2 separate regions of the Mus musculus genome follow, and region 1 is linked to region 2. The links are chromatin contacts, called in public Hi-C maps. All regions are on one chromosome and are shown on one strand. Each heading gives the region's core, a stretch centred on a gene start, on an enhancer-like site or on the middle of the called end of the contact. The rest is flanking DNA. Distances are from core to core; before and after follow the strand shown. Region 1 holds the start of Csgalnact1 (chondroitin sulfate N-acetylgalactosaminyltransferase 1). Region 2 overlaps Csgalnact1 (chondroitin sulfate N-acetylgalactosaminyltransferase 1).

What was found. A called contact is a pair of places that touch in the nucleus more often than the background predicts.
Region 1: a Hi-C map of astrocytes shows a contact between it and region 2, with 2.3 times the contacts expected there. The contact joins the promoter of Csgalnact1 here to the enhancer-like site in region 2. A contact is called at or near these places in 3 of 39 promoter capture datasets (the 3T3-L1 cell line and the HPC-7 cell line), 14 of 484 Hi-C or Micro-C datasets (3T3-L1-derived adipocytes, the C2C12 cell line, the HPC-7 cell line and 11 more), 6 of 115 datasets of contacts at active chromatin or transcription factors (the NIH/3T3 cell line, astrocytes, forebrain and 2 more) and 2 of 9 other capture datasets (adipose tissue and liver).

The regions. Positions count from the first base shown.
Region 1 is chr8:68,731,415-68,737,370 of GRCm38.p6, reverse strand. It overlaps Csgalnact1 (chondroitin sulfate N-acetylgalactosaminyltransferase 1), which reads left to right and starts at 2,225. Exons shown (of 10, transcript NM_172753.5): 1 at 2,225-2,345.
Region 2 is chr8:68,618,314-68,624,271 of GRCm38.p6, reverse strand. All of the region lies in intron 2 of Csgalnact1 (chondroitin sulfate N-acetylgalactosaminyltransferase 1), which reads left to right. Among named protein-coding and RNA genes, the nearest start is that of Csgalnact1, 110 kb to the left of the region's middle. Within about 2 kb of position 2,156, at least 17 of the 459 cell types and tissues checked have an H3K27ac peak or open chromatin away from gene starts, as enhancers often do. A contact at or near this core is called in astrocytes, forebrain, neural progenitor cells and 1 more, where this site is marked.

The sequences.
Region 1 (5,956 bases), core at 976-3,475, 110 kb before region 2:
GCTACCATGAGTTTGACATCATCCTGGACTCATGAGACTGAGTCTCTAAATAATAAAACAGAAACTACATCTAGGCTTAGTGTTCTGCCCAGCCTTTCTGGTCCTTGGCTCTAGGGCATGCATGGAAATCCATCTTTCTGCTAGTTTCACTGTTCAGTTTTGTCGGGGGCTGCCTCTCCTGATGATGGAGATAAAATGTCCACATGACAGAACTCTGTAAGAGAACTTCCTGAGCAGATAATCCACTGTAAATTTCTCTCTTGTTCACCCAGGAAAAGGTATCTTCTCTTAATGATGCTGTTACTTAGTTTAATTGCGTTATCACTTTCTCAATTCAATTATTTTTCATATACTATTGAAGCTATTAAAAACAGAAGGACACCGGTCCCGGAAAACTGGCTTTCAATTGGCATGCAGTGACACACTGGCATATGCGTTGGTATCTCCTGCAATACCCCAGAGCCAATATCCAAGTGGGAGACGTTCGAAAGTGGTGACCTGATGCACCTCCACATGCTAAACACCCATAAAGGAACCACAGTCGACCCTTAAGTGGTCCCCTTCTTTATTCTATTTAGAGTAATAGAGATTATTGTATCTATAAATGTGGGAAGCCACATGTGCCGTTGCAGAGTGGCGCTGGCTACTGCTGGCCACCATGCATAAGTTTGGACAAACAACCAATGTGTACATATGCAGTAAAGTTTTTTGCCAAGATACTGCCTGGCCCGGGCATGATAATGAGGTTTTGAGAGTATAGCCAATCAGATGTGAGACATGCAAATGAGGTATGATAATGAGACTCTGTGAGGTACTAAGAGAGAGTAACCAATCAGATGAGGAACATGCAAATGAGGTATAGTGCATAACCAATCTGGGTGTGAGACACGCCTCTCCTAGGCCTATATAAGCAGCACAAGTTCTGGGCTTGGGGTCTCTTTGCTTCTGCAATCAAGCTCTCCCAATAAACGTGTGCAGAAGGATCCTGTTGCAGCGTCATTCTTGCTGGTTGAGTCGGGCGCACGCAAGATATAAAGTATGTTCTCTATCTTTCACATAGCCTGCAGGGCATGTCTGTGCTGGGGCCATGGCATACTCAGAATTTCTAGCCCATTTTTCCAAACTAAAACCTATGTATAACTTTATTACATGATTCTGGAGACACCATTGAGTAAAGAGATGAGAGCTACTTCAGTAGGTGAAAGCAATCAGAACTAGAAGAACCTATCAGTAGATGAAGACAGGAATGCTTTAGTGGCAGTTAGGACAAAAGCTCTGAAGAAGTTGCCCGACTACCTACTAAGTGTGAAATCAAAAAACCCTGACTTCCACCTAGTGACGTCCATCTGCAAATGGAAATTGCCATATGATTGCCTTTTGAGGATGCTAGGAGCTAATCTGTGAGAAATAACTGATGTCCACATATGTACGTGCATATCTATGCAGTGTTAACTCTTTGTTATCTTCCTATCATGCAGTACTTTGATGCAGCTAGAAAAATTACACTGTATGTTTTGTGATTTGGCAAACACGGATTCTTCTATTTTTCCACGAATCTCAGCTGAGTTGATGTAGGGATGTGGCCGCTAGAGGTCCTTACAGACATCGCTTAGCCACAGTTGGGGCTGAAGGGTTAAAGGGGTTTCTGATCTTTTGTAAATAAAAGCTTCTTACTGAAGGCCTTATTACTACAACTCAGGGCACCCAAAACAGTGACTATCTTATTAATTCTCTCAAGTAGAGTGTAAGAAGTTTTGGAGGCAAGCCATTAGGACAGTCCTAGCAGCGCAAATGCCTCGGGGATGAGTTGGGGAGTGGGGACGAACTTGTAGGATAGATGCCCCCTCTCTGTTGGGGCGCAACTTCCAACAGTGCCCTAGTCTCTATCGCCAACTTCTCTGATGTTGGTGATCAATCACACTTGAAGTCTCTACGGTACAGGAGACCCTGCTCTCCACTCATGCTCCCTGCAGTGACAGTCTCTCAACCAGGGCACCCTGCTCTGCTCGGACCTGGAGCGGGGACGCACTGCAGACTGGCCCTGGAGGAATTAGATGACTGCAGCCATACACGACCCCAGCCCTGAGGCCCACGCTACCCCCACCTCTCAGCTCTCGGCTCCTCGGGCTCCCACTCGGAGGCCGGCGCTGTGCTTGGCCGCTGTTCAGCCCGCGCTCCCCGCTTTCCCCCTCCCCCTACTGCTCCGGGTCCCTGGAGGCTCAGCGGCTGTTGGAACTGGAGGTGGAGCCGAGCCCAGGGCCGCCTCGCAGGAGGGAAAGTTCAGCGGCAGCAGGGGAGCAGCGTAGCCGAGGGATCCGGCTCCGCTGTCTGCAGTGTTGCCTGGGGTAAGTCGGGGTCCCTACCCTGAGGGCTGGACGGGTGTGGCCCGCTATGTGCGGGCGTGTCGCTGCCGTTTTCCAGTCCGCGCCACTGCCCCCGACCTCGACCTCAGGGTGGCTCTCTGTCAGCCGGGAGGACGCCTGCACCGCTGGCTTCCAGAGACCACTGCTGTCCTAGGGCTGAGGACTCCGGAATCACTGCCCTCTGTAGCCCTTGCGAGGCGCGTGGAGGGATCGGTGTCTCTAGGTGGACGCGCGAGGGTCCCGTGCCGCACCCCACGGCCAGCTCAGCTTCTTCAGCGGTAATTGAGCCCCCAGCTGTTGGCTTACTCTCCAGAAACCCCACTTCAAAGTAGCCTTGGCATATGTGCGGGTGCCTCTAGTTTGCTGTTTTTGGATTGTATTTGCTGTGATGAAGAGGGTGGCCCGTGGGCAGCACGCTCCCCTGCATTGTGCCGCCGCGATGGTGACTCTCTGGATCCCAAGGGTCTTCACATCTGCATGTGACTGCATGCAGTTGTATGTGCCAGGGGCGGGGAGAAGCTCTTCCAGGGAATGGTCTAGGGGTGCAGTGGGGCATTCCGAGGGCTGGAGGAAAAGGAAAGCTGTGCTGGGCGAAGGCAAAGTTGTTTGTTTCCGCCACACTTCCTGCACCTGTACCCCTGTCGTCAGTGATTCTGAAGTTATGGAGGAAAAGACGTTAACACTATTGTACATATCCTCAGTGGACGCTAAAAATGAAGTAGTAATGAATGATCGGATGGCTGTATTTTGCAAAATCCATTTTTTATTCAGATTGCAACGACTTGGCACAGTTTTGACTTAAATGTCATTAAAGACAACTAACTACGATTCTATATTTATAAAGAATTTAAATATCTAGTAAACCCTAGCAATTCCACGGGGTTTATTGGATTGTGTTGACACTTTTTGTTCAAGAGAGCTCCAATTATTATGGTCCTTGAGCATTAATAAACTATGGGTTCTGCTGCGTGGAGAGAAGTCTAACAAACTTGGAAACAGAAGTGTAAGGCAGAGAGTAACTGGTTCTCTAGGCATAAAAGGTCACCTGAACACACAGAAGAGGGATTGCTGTAACAGAGGGATTATGTGTTGAGCTTCCAGAAAATATGAGATGGGCAATTCCCATTGTAGGAACCTAATACATATATGATCACTCCTCTGCATTGAATCAACTACCTAATGGATGTGTCCAATGTGCTTCACTAGGGTGAGCTCAGGAAGTGAGCTTCGTAGGGTGAAGAACAGCTATTAAAACAGCCTAAGACAAAATCATGAACGTACTTAAAGCACTGAGGTTTTCTTGTGTGATTAGTGTCTGAATAATTAGCACGGTGTAATTGTCAAGCTTGAACTTTGCAGATTGGGACACACCTGCTGTCACTCCAAATTACGAGATATTACTTTAATTTCTCTCCATCTTCTTGTCTCAGATCTCCTATATCTAGTTGCAAGCCATATTAGCGAGCTTCAAAGAAAAAAAATATCCATTGTTTAGATTCACCCATTTACATCATTGTGAGATTGTGTTTGCTGTTTCGGAGAACTGGCATCCAAGAGGTTCATCCTACTTTTTAGCTGCATGACCCAGGGCCAGTCACATATTAAATGGTTTCAAGATTCTTCATTTGATAACAATACTTGACAGAGTGAAATAACATTCTTTTCTAAGCACCCAGAGATACAGTAGACCCCTCCCAAATGCTATCCTTTGCCTCTCTTAAATACTTTTAGATATGCTTTGACACTTAAAGCATTAACAATAATAATTCCTTCTTTTATGTGATCTTTTGCTTGTTGATTCATGCTCCATCTATGCATCCATCCATGAGGTCATTACCACTGAAGACCATCGGATTTCCTGTATAATATTCCCTGCTTGGATGTTGGCTCTCTCGAGAATGGTAGTAGGCAGTGCTTCATGGGTTTCTTTGGGTTGAGAATCCATCATCAGGATTAGGGATGATGAAGTGGACTTCCCAGTCTCCCTGTTTCCCAGCTCTGTGCTAAATAAGATGATGCCACACCCAAAGAAGAAACAGTAAGCTGTGAGTGGCTGTTGCCTTTCTTGCTTACCCTGTGCCATTCAATGGCAAGCAGCAAGGACTTCCTACACCTTTACTGATTTGAAGCTTACAGTGCAATGAAGTTATTCTTCAGCTCACATCCTTCTTCGTGTACTCCTGATGAAGGGACCTTGGGACTGTAAATTATAGCCCTACCATATATTAAGGCTAACAGAGGTACTAAAGAGGCTGAGCTCAGGTAGACTTTATTACCTATTGATTTGGGCCTCATGATAAAGTGGTCTTATAAAACTTGTAATAGCTGAGGTCTCAGAGTAGTGGCTCTGCCACTAGGGGCCTCCTTGGTACACTGGATTACCCTGGGCTGTCATATGTTCCCATCCTTCTGTCCTTTCAGTAGCAAAGAACTTGAACGTTCTTCATCAGAGAAGGACGTGCATATAAAAAGGACTATAAAAGGCCTGGAGATCAGTGAAAGCCCCCTCTTTGATGGAATCAATGTGGTTTAAAACATAACTTTAGAGACTTAAAAATTTGGCTTTTTTAAAAACTTTTTATATTATAATATTCAAATATGGAGGTTTTTTTAAATTTAGGAAATAAATATACAATTCAGATGTAGAATTTAATGTTCTCTCTCTCTCTCTCTCTCTCTCTCTCTCTCTTTCTGTGTGTGTGTGTGTTTGTCCATCTGTTTTTGGTGGATTTTTTTCACTTAATCTTTCAATGTATTTTAAATAGCTTTTTCTTCTAAACGGATACTTGTAGGACTAAAATAATATGAATTGCCTTTTTTATATAGCGAGTTGGAGCTCCTCCCTTCCCTACCCTCTCCCCTTCTTCTTCTCTGCCTCTTTTTCTTCTTGGAGCTACATTAAAATTTGCCTTTAAGATGTCTTGTTACATTCTACAATGTAGCACTCAGGGTATCTTCTGTGTGAGAAGTTTGGTTGAAGTTAGAGCCTCAAGTATGAAGCCCAGGCTGGCTGCAACCTTGCAGTGGTCCCTGAGCTACCACTCCCAGCTACGGGTTTTGAAACACTCTTGTATATTCTGATTTTAATGAAGTTAGTTGGGCTTTAGAATATTTGTTGGACAACTTAAAGGTGTCTTTATTTCCTAGATATATCTTGTTATTTGGTAAAAGAAGCACTGACAGTATATGTAAATGGGCATTATTGTCCCCAATATCGTCATACTGTTTGCAAATAAATAAGAGAAAAATTTCAGGTTTTCAGTGAGACTTAATTTAGTCTGAGAAACTAAGCACTTCTACTCTGCACTGAAACATCGGCTAAGGTAACAGAAGTTAGCACCTTGAGACCCCAGTTCTCACAAAGGGCTTTCTCTTCTTATTTAGCAGAGCCTTTCTGAATTCAGAAACGTTACAAACATCAAGTTCAGATGTCCTCATGTTGTGATTTGAAGGCAAGGTGATATGATTGTTGTTTTTTAATGAAGGTATAGATCACGCTGTGGCTAAGGAACAAAATAAAAGGACTAACTTTAACTGTGAAGGGGCCATAGATGGTTGTTTATTATCATCTCCCCCTGATTAAGCGGAATTCT
Region 2 (5,958 bases), core at 907-3,406:
GCATTTGCAGGAGCTCAAGAGTTGCACGTTGGTTCTCAGATGAGAGTTGGGTTTAATTAGACATATTGTCTAGCATGCTGCGGTTCAAACGGTGGCCTAGTCACCATTGGTGCCATTGCCCCTAAAGAGCTCCTTAGAAGTGCAGTCCTGGTGCCCCACCCCCACCCAACCCCATCCTCCGCAGACCTGCTATACCTGTGCAGCTGAACAATGTCTTCAGTGATGGCTCAGCTTAAGGCTTCACAAGCGCCACTCTGTGCTCTGGGACTTGTGATTCAGAACGGCACATGCACATCACAGCTCTATGGCGCCATTCTGTGTGCTTTATACATTCTAATAAGGACGCTTCTATGTTTTACAATAAATATTTCAAAATATTTATATCTCTGTTATCGTCAGTAGTAGGTCACAGCTGAGAGATGGGGCAATATGCTTCTATTCTTTTTTTACTACCTGGAAAGCATTTAATTTCTTCCTTTATGTAGAAATAAAGTAAAAAACTTCTATTCTCTTGGTTAATCTTTATTGAGTAAACAAACTCAACCATCACTCACAGCAATAGCCATAATGTATGTGTGTGTATGCATGTGTACAACATGTGTGTATGTGTGTATATATACACATATATACATATATATATTTATGTGCATATGTATGTATATGGGTATATATGTGCATATATGTGTATATATGCATATATATTTTCATGAGTGTGCATATTTTAACATTTCTCTGGATTGCTTTAAAATTTTCTTATGCTCCTGTGGGATCTGAAAACAGTGAATTGTGTTTTTCATTTTGAAGTCCCTGAAAAAACAGAGGGCTTAATTATACAAGTAAATACAGGAATAAAACTACATTTCGTTAAAAATGCATAATTCATGCATAGCACTATTTGCACTGTCCTTCATAACAATTTATCCAAGCAAACAATGAGAAATGAGTGTTTTATTTATTTGGAGGCAGCTTATACTTGTGACAGATTTCCAAAGATTCAGGTAAAAGTAAGGCTTCCCTCTCCATCTCCAACCATACTGTTGTGCCTCCTCTTTTCAGGGTGGCTTTCCCTTTCTGTCTTCCTCTCTTCCACTTCTTCCAGTGCTAAGGGTCTACATCAGGATCTCCTGCACATCAATCACTGAGCTGTGTCCCAGTCCCTGCACTAGAAAGTTCTATGTAGTCAGTCCTGCGATGCTGGGCTCTGAGACTATGCAAGACTTTGAACCCAGCCAGCAGCTTGATGGAGAAGCTACTGGATCTAATTTTGTCTCAATGTTGTCACTGGAAAAGTAGGAATATTAGAGATGCCAAGACAAACAAATGAGACAATGCATGTGACGTGCTGAGGATCAATTATGGGTTTGCAACAGTCAAGAAATACTAACTTCTTCTGATTTATATGGGTGTTTTTTGCATACTTACCACTTTCTAACATAATAGTAGGTTGTATATGTTTAAATATATTGCTTTTAGAAACCCAGCAAAACAAGATTTTTCACTTGAGCTCATGAGATTGGTTGTCTTATTGATTGAACTGCCTCATTTTACCTTTTTGGTTCCACAGTATTCAACTTTTTGGATGAATTCATTTATTTTTATATATAACAATTTAATAAATTTGTTTAATTTATATGATTGAATTTTGTCTAAGTTCATTTAATTTATATAATCACATATCCAGCTTTTAACTGGTGTTCAGTCAGGCTGCTTCCACTCTTATGGTATTATGAAACCCTGGAAGCAAGCTGTGAGCCCTTGCAGCGCAGTTTCTGACAGGAAGTTTCTAGAAAGGAAATCAAATCAGGAAATAGTCACAGCACAGGTTCTAGTTTTGATGAATGTTTATGAGTTGCTCTCTATAAGACAAGCTACTTCATCTACAAAGTGTGAAAATGCTCATTTTCGATGGTCATACTTCAACTTTAAATTTTCAAAAATTCATTTTTCAGTTATAATAATAATAATACCTATTTGGAAATTTGATCAAGACTTCTAGGTTCCCTGGTAGAGGCTGGACGATGGTGCTTTCTCCTGAAATGTTAGAAGGAGACAACAGATTTCTGTGGGGATTCCTGTGACATACACTGCACAGTGTCCTTACAGTCACTAGCTGCCGAGGATTCCTGAGCCATGGAGACAAAGCAAAGAGTTTGGGCAGAGAATATGAACAACAGTGTGTTTCGTTTCATTTGCAACAGAGCCCGGCCTCTCTACGCCCCTTGAACTTGTCCTGGCTGAGCAGAGATGTCTGTTGGGCCAGTTTCTAAGAGCCTTTCTCATTTGTTCACACAAATGTCCCATTGTACAGTTCTCATTGCCTCCCACGATGACCATATAGCTTTTGTTTGGAGGTAGGTGGGCAGCTTTCTCTCTTTTCAGATTAAAAAAAAAACCCACCAAAACCCAAAAAACAACAACAAAAAACCTCTCAAATAATTAAAATAAAAAATGCAATGTTGATTTCAGCATCATACTATATTTCATTAGTAGTTTTGGGGCAGTCTAAAATAGTTTCAATCCCTTCTTACATATTTTACAGTTTATAACAAATTCAGTTAACTAGTTTTTATAGAATTCATGGTGCACTGCCCTCCTGACACATAACTCTGGTCTCTGAAAGGAATTAGGATTTGTAATGAAATAGACATTTTCAGTCCACTTGGCAAGTGTTCACAGGCTATATTTGCATATACAAATGAGCTGAGGAGTTGAAAAATGAAAAACCCAAAATTAGCATTCTACGAGGAACTAAGCACTTGGACTCTTTTGGTCACTGACATTATTCCAGAAATACTTGTTGGCTTTTGAATGTGTTGATCATGATACACTGTCAAGGGTGAAAGGAGCTGGGTGTCTGACTTCTCTGCACCTAGAAGGGATGTCACTGCTGCTTCAGAACACCTGGTCTAGGAGGCTGAGCTTGGCTGTCTTGGACCTGTGAGGTACACAGTGGCAGAGGTGTGTGTGGGGGGTATTCTTAGCCCAGAATGGACCTTTATTTAATGGACCAGTCATTACACAGGGTCCACAGATGCTTGTGGTAAGAGAGATATAAGTGCCTCCCTCCACTTATCATTTTACAGATCAAAGAGAACATTTTGTGTATTCTCTTAGGAACTGAGCAACAAACAATATTTGCCAACATTATGGTCATTTATTTTTTTTTTAGAAATTTGACACTGTCTTAACAGGCAATAGGAACTTGTATCTTTAGAATCTGCTTAAAACAATTGTGCTGCTGCATATTAAATAGCTGTCATGCAGCTCTTGCTGGGTAATAGGCCTTAAGTCAATTAACAATGAATAGTCATATGCATCAGGAATGCAGATAGTTACATATTCACATATCTTTTACAGATAAAATAGTGTTAGGGAATTTAAGTGGCATGTAAGGGACAACTGAAACGCACACCCATGTCTTTTTCACTTCCAGCCAGTCCCAAAGGCTCTACTCATCTAAGTCACCACACAGCTGTCACATACAGTTATCCTCAACATAAGAATTCAGTTGTTTTATTTTCATGAGTAAAAGCAGTGGCTGGGAACAGAAGAAAGCAATTTCCACACATGTATGACAAAGGCAGTAGGATTTTTCAATACATGAAGAAAATATAGAAAGAACATGATTTGGTTCCAACTTCAATAGGAAAAGAAGCCCTATTGACAGAGTGTCTAAGCCTGTCCCAGTATGAAATTCACAGGGCCATGAACTCAGTCGTCACTTTTCAAATCCTCCTCTAGCGTTGCTCCAGGAGCTGTCTCTCAGTGTCGTCCAGGGTCCGGGCTAAGGGTAGGACACCACAGGTCCCTGGCCATAAAGTTACCTTCAATACCTCAATCTTCAAGCAAGTAGTTAGGGTTGACTACTGGGTAGGGGTCTTCCTCATAGCTCTCGCTTCCTTCACTGGAGCCTTTCAGCCCAGCCTGGGTGAGTTCAATCTGAGTGTGATTGTAGTGTGTGAGACGATGAACAACCTACTCGATGATCGTCTTTTTATTTATGAGCTCCTATTCAGAGTCTATCTCTGACTCGATTTCCTTCAGGTACCAGTTGACAAGCTCGCTTCTCTTTAGTGCCGACTCGTCTTCCTCTTCTTCCATTTTCTTGAGGTGGAGCACGATGAGGTTAGAGACATCTAACCAGAGCCAGGCAGTGGTTTAATCCCAGCACTTGGGAGGCAGAGGCAGGCGGATTTCTGAGTTTGAGGCCAGGCTGGTCTACAGAGTGAGTTCCAGGACAACCAGAACTATACAGAGAAACCCTGTCTCATAAAACCCTGTCTTGAAAAACCAAACCAAAAAAAAAAAGAAGAAGAATTCATTATTACTCTAAATTCAACTACCCTTAAACTACCCTTAATGTAGATTACAATCAATTTTAATGTTGTTATTGATTCTCAGCAGCTCCATAAATTGTCTTTATTACTTTGTGGACAGAGGGCTAATTCACACACAAGTTGTCACAACTGCCCGTTGGCTTTGCAGGCATCATTGGACCACACGGGGTCTTTTATCAGCACCTGGTGATGGCTAGAACTTAGCATGCCTGCTTACCTTCAAGGCCGTTGTCTAATTCTTTCAACACTATACTGCACACCGAGTGGCACTTGATTATCACTCACACTCATCTTGTATTTCTAGCGGGTTTCTCTTATCTTGTTACTGAGTAATATTGATTTTTGTCTTCATTAATTCTTCCCAGCACTGCCAATTTTCTTCTCTCTTTGTCTTCGACATCTCTTTTAAAGTCATGTTCAATAGGCTTAGTCTAGATTTGCTGAGTTCTCACTGAATGTATTTTCCTTTTACTGAGAAGTTTTATTGCATTTTCTCTGACAGACTCCCCCACCATCTATGGTTGCACGGATCCTGCTCTGTCGGGAAAGGTTTTGTCCTTTACCCATTCTTTTATTCCCAGCTCTGTGCCGAGTCAGGGCTTGATGGATGGTAGACACAAACCAGACACTCACATCCTGGGAGCTATCTCTAGGCACCATCCACATCATCACTCAGGTTGCTGACACATCATTTCTTCTCTAACTCTTCCAACCTTCCTTTAGCACCAAGTAAGACCTTTCTGCATGCTTTCCACTGGGCCAGAAAAGGGAAAAATGATGCCCATAGCTTTCCATGCTGTTCATGAGATTTTTTTCCCCCGTGACTTTAAGAAGGCAATGGCAGATCAAAGAAACAATTCTCCCAAACCCAGCATGGTGAACCAATGAGTTCATTTGGGATGCTTGTAGGAGCATGGATCTTTGTTTCCCTACAAGAGGACAGGTGACTCAAAGGTACCAGCATCACTAAAAAACTCACCCCAGCATGGGTAACAACACACAAAGATGTGCAGCTTGTTGGATGCCTCATTACTAAAGTTTCTCCTCTCTGGCAGCTATATATGTATAGCTTATATAGATGCAGGAAGGGGATTTGTTAGTTTCATGAGCCTCTTGAATCTACCCAGTCACTCTAGAAGGTGATATCCCAATCCATAGGAAACCACCACAGAACAGAAGCCTATAACTTATTGTAAGGGTTTGAACCAGGTATACTATATCTATTGTCTCACTTTGCCCTCACCCCTCAAGTTATCTCTTTCTGTGTTTGATAGTGGAGAAGGAGATGGATACCACGAGAGGTTAAGGATCTCATACAGCTTGAAAGCAGATGTGCTGGGTAGATTCCACTCCATGACAGACTATTCTATGCCAAAGCTATTTGGTACTTAAGTATATTTTATCCCTTTGGTCATCTTCAATTGAACCATCTTCTTCATGTCTTAATTAGAGAGTTTCTGAGTTATTCCCTTAATACTCTTGCATCATGCTCCCTAGAGTTATTTATTTCTCCCAGTTGATTTCTTAATAATCTCAGTACATTGTTTCCTTTGTTCAATGTATTAGAACCAAGTGACTGGCAAGCCTTGTTTTCTAACTTCCTGCCCTAATGAGGCCAGGC